Regions from separate parts of the Mus musculus genome. Here region 2 is linked to region 1. Evidence: chromatin contacts called from public Hi-C data. All regions are on one chromosome and are shown on one strand. The core of a region is the stretch at or near the end of the contact, and the rest is flanking DNA. Distances in the headings are between cores, read along the strand shown. Region 1 overlaps Ralyl (RALY RNA binding protein-like). Region 2 overlaps Ralyl (RALY RNA binding protein-like).

What was found. Hi-C and Micro-C count contacts between places; a contact is called where the count stands out from the background.
Region 2: a Hi-C map of cerebellar granule neurons shows a contact between it and region 1, with 2.8 times the contacts expected there. The contact joins two enhancer-like sites. A contact is called at or near these places in 5 of 484 Hi-C or Micro-C datasets (brain, cerebellar granule neurons, cerebellum and 2 more).

Annotation. Positions count from the first base shown.
Region 1 is chr3:13,555,597-13,559,860 of GRCm38.p6, reverse strand. The region is part of intron 1 of Ralyl (RALY RNA binding protein-like); the gene reads right to left. Among named protein-coding and RNA genes, the nearest start is that of Gm2464, 86 kb to the right of the region's middle. Within about 2 kb of position 1,965, at least 3 of the 459 cell types and tissues checked have an H3K27ac peak or open chromatin away from gene starts, as enhancers often do. A contact at or near this core is called in cerebellar granule neurons and cerebellum, where this site is marked.
Region 2 is chr3:13,860,645-13,864,908 of GRCm38.p6, reverse strand. The region is part of intron 2 of Ralyl (RALY RNA binding protein-like); the gene reads right to left. Among named protein-coding and RNA genes, the nearest start is that of Gm41998, 71 kb to the left of the region's middle. Within about 2 kb of position 2,123, at least 2 of the 459 cell types and tissues checked have an H3K27ac peak or open chromatin away from gene starts, as enhancers often do. A contact at or near this core is called in cerebellar granule neurons and cerebellum, where this site is marked.

The sequences.
Region 1 (4,264 bases), core at 716-3,215:
AGGCTCTTTGTTTTGTTCTGTTTTGTTTTCATGCAGAGTTTCCATATGCAGTTCAGGCTAATCTCCAACACATTATGTTGTGTGACACCAAGGCTGATGCCAGGAAGACAGTGAACAGAAAGTCTCCCCTCAGCCTCATTCTCCACTGCTCACATAAATGCCTCTATTTTATGGTGGCCTTTTCTACAAAATACTTCTATGAGTAATGAAGAGGTATTTGATATAGTTGAGACATTAAATAAAATTAAGCAAACAAATATTAGTTTATTTCCTTTTATCTCCTATTAGTATTTCTGAAAATTGTACAAGCAAATATTTGAGCTCTAATTTTCTTGTGTCAGTGACCGAGAAAGCAGGCATTAATTAAATGTAAACATTAACATCTTTAAAAGAATTTTAAACTAATATATTTGGATTTTTTTCAGTAATCCTGAGTATTAATACTCAGGTTTCCTTGAAAATGTTGATAAAGACAGGGAAAATATTGATCATAAATATAATACTATATACTGAAAACAATCAGTTAGTGATTTTTCTTAAAAATTATATTAAAATTGCTATACCTTAAATATACTACAGAGGTTACTTTGATACTATTCAGCCACTGCTAATCAGTATGAACTACTGTCTAAAGTTAATGGGCAATAATATTCTATCTCTGACAGCATGCCATTTTAATTCAAAACAAACAAACAAACGAGCAAACAAACAAAACCTTAAACCTGATAACTGAATTGAAAGCCAAATAACAGACATTTAGGTAACATAGACTTAAATCAAACAGCAAATAATATATGTTACATGTTGCAATAACAAAAAATGGATAATAATAATGAAAATAACTATCTACTTTTAACTCCATCTGTATTAATGTCAGGGCTCCTTCTCGACACAGCTGTGAAAAAGTCCCACTATGACGTCTCTTGAATAAGCAACTGCATATTAAAGCATTCACCATGTCATGTCAAGAGTGGCCACCAGTCCATAAATTCTAAATTAATTTTAAATTTATCTGTGTTCAAAAATCTAATGTGGATCTGATTATGAAGTATACTCCTCTGTATTTTTTTATTTATTGATGTTTCAATACACTGAGTTCAGTCAGTGTTGAACAGTATCTGAAGTCAAGAAACTAGAATCAGGTCATTTGTGCAGGGCTGGGTGATGTGTAAGAATTGTTTGGAGACTAAAGGCAATGGAATATGCTTAAATTTTTAAATTATTGTGTGCCTATTTGTATTTGAGCTTCTCAAGGCCTCCTGAAACAGTACAATCTTCTCAGTGCTGGATAATTTAAATTGCATTCCAGAGTAAGGAAATCCTCACATAGAAAAAACACTAATATTCAGAAGAATACTTGATTCATGGGATATGTTCATTAAATTGAGCATGGTGGTTCATGCCTGAATGAAATTCTAGCATTCAGAAGACTGAGACAGTAGAGATGGCACAAGTTCAAGGTTAGCTGGGGTATGAATTAATTTTCAGGACACTGTGGATGAAAAAAGTTCTCCGTAACTATTTGGGTGTTACCTGTTATAAAAGCAGTTCTGTGCACAGCCCAAACTATAGAGCAGTGAGCTATCCAAGGTGTCTCAGTGCCAGCAGAATGTAGTTAAGCAATGAAAGTGTAAGTAAAACGTGCATAACCTAAGTAAGAGTGACAGCCACATGTCCACCATCTCCAGCAGGGCTTCCAGGTGTAGTAGACTTCAAAGGTTCACAAGCTACAAAGACACATATTTTGTGGGACCCAGTGCTGGCAATGCAGTGAAGGTATTTTCTGGAATTCTCGGTGGTGTAATCACTTAGGCCTAAAGCTCAAAACAACAGGATGGAGATTTTCTTTCTTATAAAACAAAAAGAATGATTTCCTTGGCAGCATCACAAGGATGCTCATTGCTCTTCCCAGTGAGATCCTGAAGACCTGCTGTGGAGCAGGTTACACACACACAATCTTGTACTTAAGGCTCTCCTCTTCCTATCTCAGCTGTGACCCTGAATGCAGATCAGACAGATAGGAGTCCCTTTGTCTCTCAAGTCAATCGAAGAAAGAGGCATTTTCCTACTGAGACTGTAATTTGATTTCACTAGGAATTCTCAATCTCTGTTCAGGAAGAGGAATGAAAAACAAAGGGTCAAACACCCGTTGCCACAAGCCAGCCAGATTTGTCTGACATAACTTTGAAGTCTAGGATGGGTGGATGTTTCAGATTCCCACCTTCAAAAATAGAAAGGAAAACGATATGGCGGAGATTTTTCTGACAAAAAATCATCGCACCGGCCTTACTCTCTTAAAAATCTGAAGTTTCCTCTTCATTGTTATTTGACGAATAGGAGTACAATCTAGGTGAAGCATTTCCTAATTTGGGAGGCACTAAAACAATGAGAAGCAGGGTTTGAAAAGGGGAACGGTGCCATGCCAGAGAGGAGTCTGTACATTGAAGTTGAGAGGACAGAGAGGCAAAACCACGCTGGCAAAAATCCAGGAGGTATAATTAAGGGCTCTGAGTGAGCCAAGTTGGCTAGAGAAGAAGATTCCTGTGAAATATAATGGGATATGAAGCATAGTAAATGGAAGTTGAAACAAGGTAGCAGAGTACCTTGAAAGCTTCACCACAAAAAAAAGACTATAAATGTCAGAGAACCATTTAACGTTTTGACTCAGGAAAGCAACAAGATTAAAAAAAAAAAAAAAAGAAAAGAAAGAACAAAGAAAGAAAGAAAGAACAAAGAAAAAGAGAAAAAAGAAAAGAAAAAGAAGCCTTAAAAGATAATTTCCAAGTTGAGCGCAGACAAGAGGAGAAGGCAGAGGCAATCGGATTACTGAGTTCGAGGCCAGCCTGGTCTACAAAGTGAGTCCCAAGATACCTAGGGTTATACAGAGAAACCCTGTCTCAAATAAAATAAAATAAAATAAAATATCAGAACCAAAAACCAAAAAGAAAAAAAAGAACAAAATAACAACAACAAACAAAAATAAAAGCAAAACAGAAACAAAACAAAAAACAAACAAAACAAAACTAAAAACTAAAAACAAAAAAACAACAAAACCAGTAGAGGGGATGCTCATGCAAACTGAGAAATACAAATATGACCAGGCAAGAATCAGCACTGTACTTAGCAGAAAGGGAAGGTGGGACAATGTTGAACACCACCTAAAGATTGCAGTCTTTGATCTTAATGAAAAAATGAAATGTTAGCATACAGCGATTTAGAGATGACCTGGGGTGTAGTGCTGCTCCACCAGAGCAAGCTGGATCTACTAAAACTTGCCTGAAAAATGGACAAACTGCTAAAACTACACCAAGACCCTGGACAATGGAGAAGATGTGCTCAATCCTTCTATGATTCCTGTAAATGATGCTGGACTAAGACACAAAGTTGTATGCTTTTCTCTATGTGCACGAGCACAAAAGAATCAATCTCAAGTCTTCTTTAGCCCCCCCCCCCCAACCCCATCCTTTCTATTTCTCTTCTTGGTTCATCTCTCTAAATACTCTGTTTTAATCACCCTCAACTGGCTTTACTAAAGACTCCTTTCAGACAGTTTCCTGTTTTAGTTATATTTCTTGTTTTGGATGCAAAAGACTCCCCACCTAGAACTTTAATGTATGTTAGCAGAGTGTTACAACAGCACTCAAAATACAAAGAGGCAGCTTCTTCTTATCTTTACTTGGATCTAGATTCTTCTCTGCACATCTGTTGAAATCATACATTCCTGCTGTCCTGCTCCAACTGCTTCACGATTCTTTGTTACCTAATTTTGCACAAAGCCTCAGGATTAAGTCCTGATCTTTTGAATATGGAATTTATTACAAATTGGAAGTTTTTCTTCTTTTCTTTTATTAGAATAAAGTTTGATATAATAGAGAGAACTTAAATGGCCAAATTAGAAGGGAGCCAAGATGGAATATGTGTATTGCTGTCTAATTTACAGTGTCAATAATATTTTTTGAACTGTGGGTCAAATATATTTTGCTCAGTAGCACATTTCTCTTCCCAGGAGCTGATACAGAAGAGATGTTACACCAACATATTGTAACAACATCTCGTATCAGATCTAGAAAACTATGTGGAGATACCATTAACTTAGTGGCTTAAAAAACAAAAATAAATCAATACACAGCTGAGTTTGACATGGGTCTCAACAGGCTAAAATCAAAGTGTCACCTGGTTACCTCAGGGAGGGATTTATATCCCCATTTCTACAGGTTATTGGCACAGATCCTATGAACATAGGGCTGCACTGCTGCTCCCTGTA
Region 2 (4,264 bases), core at 874-3,373, 300 kb before region 1:
CACACATCATATGTTCAATTGCTATCTCTTCACCAGATAAATGTAAATAAAAGAAGATTTGGGGGTACTTAGAGAAAGAATACATTTGATAACGAAGTTGAACTGTACAAATGTCCTATTGAAAGTTGTCATTAAATCTAAAAAGCTCTGGAAAATTCTGAAACAATCTTCCTGGACAAGTGGCATCGAAGTGTTACTGTTAGAGAAACACCATAGATAACCATGTAGGAGAATCAAATGGCATGAGGCAATTCATTGCAAGGAATTGAGGTATAGAGATCTATTAAGAGCCTGCAGTGCTACAAGGAAGGAAAAAATCAGACTCAGGGTTATTACAGACCACAAAAAAAATTTCATCCTTCCAGAAAGAAAAACGAAAAGTGTGGAGATGTCTGAAATTAGATACCTGACTAGGGCAAATGAGCACAAAAAATGGCAAATACTGAACGTTTTGAAGTTGAGTGGTTGTTGGGTGTCATTTATACAGAGTTCAATAGGAAAGCCCCAAAGTACAGGTTTAATATTTAAATCCTATGCTATACAGTGAAGGTGATTTTACTGTGGAACTGCATGGTTATGTTGACAAGGAAATGAACAAGCTATTTTGGAGCTAAAATGCTAGAAAATTGAATATAAAAGACAATGTAAAAGGAAAAGAAAAAAATCCTGGGAAATTCCATTATTTAAATCAATACCATTATGTAACACAAAGGAAATTAATCAGTCAATTAGTATAAAAGGCCAGACTGAGAACAGCTCAAGAGCAAGAAGACGAGAGCAGCATCAGTAGATTATACACACATTTTGTTGTTTACATTTTTGTTCAATAGCAAAGGACAGAAAATCCTTTTAACTACCCAAAATTACTAGGGATTTATTTCCCTCACTTTAGCAGCAGGAGTAGAGTTAGACAGATATTGGATCTGTTTAATAATTCTTCTAAGGTAAGCTCTATTTCTGTGTTGTCTCTTCCCTTCCCTCCCCTCCTTTTATTCTTTTCTCTTCCTCATGGCAAAATGCTTGCAGTCACTGCTTTTGTGTCTAAGGCAGCAAAGGGTTGCACTCAGCAACCCAAACCTGATCTACCTGTGATGTGCTGTGCATCCTGTAATGGAATCCTTGACATAGAAATGCTGAGATAGTGGGCATTTCCGCTCAGTATGAGCTACCTCTGTTACAGGCATGGTTTCAAGTTATGTGTCTCTGTCATAATTTTGCCTGGACTTATCTATTTGGTAAATAGTATAAATTTGAGTATTTGACCAATATTATATCAGATAATTTTCTTCATCTATGTTCTTCCCTTTTAAAATGGGATTATCTTTTTACAATATAGATTTTTAGTGAAGTGCAATTATATACTGTAAAAGTATGGTTATTAGTATTGAGATTCATGATTTCTGTCTGTCTGTCTCTCTGTCTGTCTCTTTCTGTCTCTGTCTCTGTCACTCCTCTGTCTCTCTCTGTCTCTCTGTCCCTCTGTCTGTCTGTCTGTCTGTCTGTCTCTGTCTCTGTCTCTGTCTCTCTCTCTCTCTCTCTCTGTCTCTCTCTCTCTCTCTCTCTCTCCTGTGTGTGTATGTGTGTGTATGTGTGTTTGTTTACTGTAGTGCTGTAGTGCTCTGGATGCATCTGGAGTTTTACATGCCAGGTTTGAAAACTATTCAGTGAAAGAATTGCATTTTACATGTCTTTGCATGTCTGAGGCTTTCTATAAGCCTTGCTGTATATATTGTACAATGTCATCAAGTGTTTTCTGACTGGGTGGGAAGGTTAAAGGGCTTAATTGTTATTGATGTTAGCTAACAACACTTTTATGTAAATAATTGAACATAAACCATTAACATTCTAAATCTAATTCCTTTTGCAAACAAGTGTACATGTCTCTAATGTTTGTTTATTTCCAGTGCCAAATTGCAAGTGTGTCAGGTCAGATTCATGGTAATCCTAGCAATACATTTTGTTTCAGAGAAAAAAAAATTATAGAAACAAGTCTTCAAAATTCCCTCCTCATTTCTCAGGCCATCCAAACTATCTTGGCAAAGGTATCTCTTAACAGATGGGGTGATCACAGTATTCCAAAGGCCGGTGGACTCAGACTGAGGGATCTGGAAAGAGAGAAAATGTCAGCTGTGCTGCGGCCAGGAGAAGGTTCATTTGGAACTCCAGCCTTGCTTTACCTGCCATCTTAAAGGGCAGTCCTCATGTGTAGTCTATAAAAGCTCAGCTGGAAAATATGAGAAAGTAAGCAGAGGTACAGCTGAGAGATAGTGTCTAATGTAGCCAAAAGATGCAGGATCCTAGTTCACATTTCATGTATGCTTTGTTTGGTCAAAAACAGAACAAAATAAACACAAAAACTCCTCACACCCGGAAGGGATGCTATGTATTGACAAGATTCAGGAACAGAGAATAGAACGTGATGAATATAGAATGAGTTATGCTTCAAAGTGAGAATGTAATTAAAAGTTCAGTAGCTTAATATTAGATTTACTTAAGTTATTTCCATATACTCTTAGTTTTGGTTGAATGTCCGCTTAACTTTTTCTCTTTCACACCCCTTTGTGGCTTAGACCTTTCCTTGCTTGGTCTGTTACCTTTAAATGTCGTATTATAGGTACTCTGCTATCCTCTCTCTCTCTCTCTCTCTCTCTCTCTCTCTCTCTCTTAAAGAATCAAGTTATATAAAACTTGAAGAAATTAAATAATGTTAATCTTTATGATTATAATTTTATTATAATCAACTTATCATTTTCTGTTTATTCTTATTATTTCATTAATTTTTTTGAGATTATAACATCATGAAATACTTCTCTATTCCCCTTATTCCCTACAAATTCTTTCAAAAATAATGACCATTAATTTTTCATTCATTATTGTGGCTACTATTTTTAATCTTATATAAAGTTCTAGTTAGATATTTTAAGTGCTATTGGTTTGCTCAAATACCAAGTATTTTAATTCATTTAACACACAATTATAGTTGCATTACTAAGTATAAGACTGACAGCCATTAGGGAAAACAAGTAAAACACTTTTTAAGGTATTCGAGATTCTGAATCTAGAGCTTATTCCAATCAAATATTTTTGTGTCAGAATTTTCTAATATAACCTTGCAATAAGACTGCACAAATTTTGGTTTGAGGCAGTTTTAGTTATTATATCACTGACATAAAACACTTGACAATGAACTGAAAGGAGGTAAGGTTTATTTGGGCTGACAGTTTTGAAGAGATCTCCATCTTTATGGTGGGCAGGCATGAATATGTTTATGGTGCTGTGAAGTGGTAGTTTGTTCACATGTTTACAGCTGGTAACCAGGGAGCTAAAACAAAGCCAGAAACTGCCCTAAGCTTCAAGGGAAGGCCTCAAGTTACCTGCCTCATTCAGTGAGACCACATATCTTAAAGAATCCATAACCTTCAAAATAGTCCTCCAGGTTTGTGACCAAACATTCAGAATAGAAGTCTGCAGGGCATATTTTAAAGTCAAACATCATCCAAGATCTAAAAACTCATTGCATGAGATCACTTTAATTGTCTCTAAGGAAATAGAGACATTTAAGGAAAAGAAATGTGTAGGATTCCACACAGATAACAGAGACCAAGACAGAATTCAGTAACACAACAAAAGTCTGCATGCTATACCAGGCTCAGGTGACAGAGGCTCTAATGTTGTGCTCAGAACTCTGGGTTTATATTGCAGCTGGCAAAGTACTAATGACAGATTAGATTGAGTAGAAAGCATGTGGTCATTTCAATGGTTCAAGATATGGTAAATTTCTCTTAGGACTATCTGCCTCATGTTTAGGGCTTTGTAGACCTTTAGTCTTTGTTATCACTAATGATCTGATCTGTATGCTTTTAGAGAACTGAACTCACAGACCACATGCCAACAAATGATGGTGGCTTTGTCTAAATAAGACTTCATTGACACACAATGGTAGTTTGTGTAACTTTGTGTTATTTTAAGATCAAAAATTTCTAATCTTAGAATATGTGAAAATCAATTTTTGTTTGTGTGCTGTACAAAAGACTACAGATTGTATATTTGACTAAAGATGGAGTTGTCCATTGCTCCTTGTTTATGAATTACTATGACGGAATCTCAAGAATATGGTTTTAAAGATATAAAACTGGAGTCACAAATGGGGCTTATTAATGACAGCATTTCTACCACACAATGCTTCTTTATAAAAGTATTTCTCTTTTCTTTCTATTTTGATGTTCATGAATACATTCCAGTTTCTTATTTAAATAACTTATAT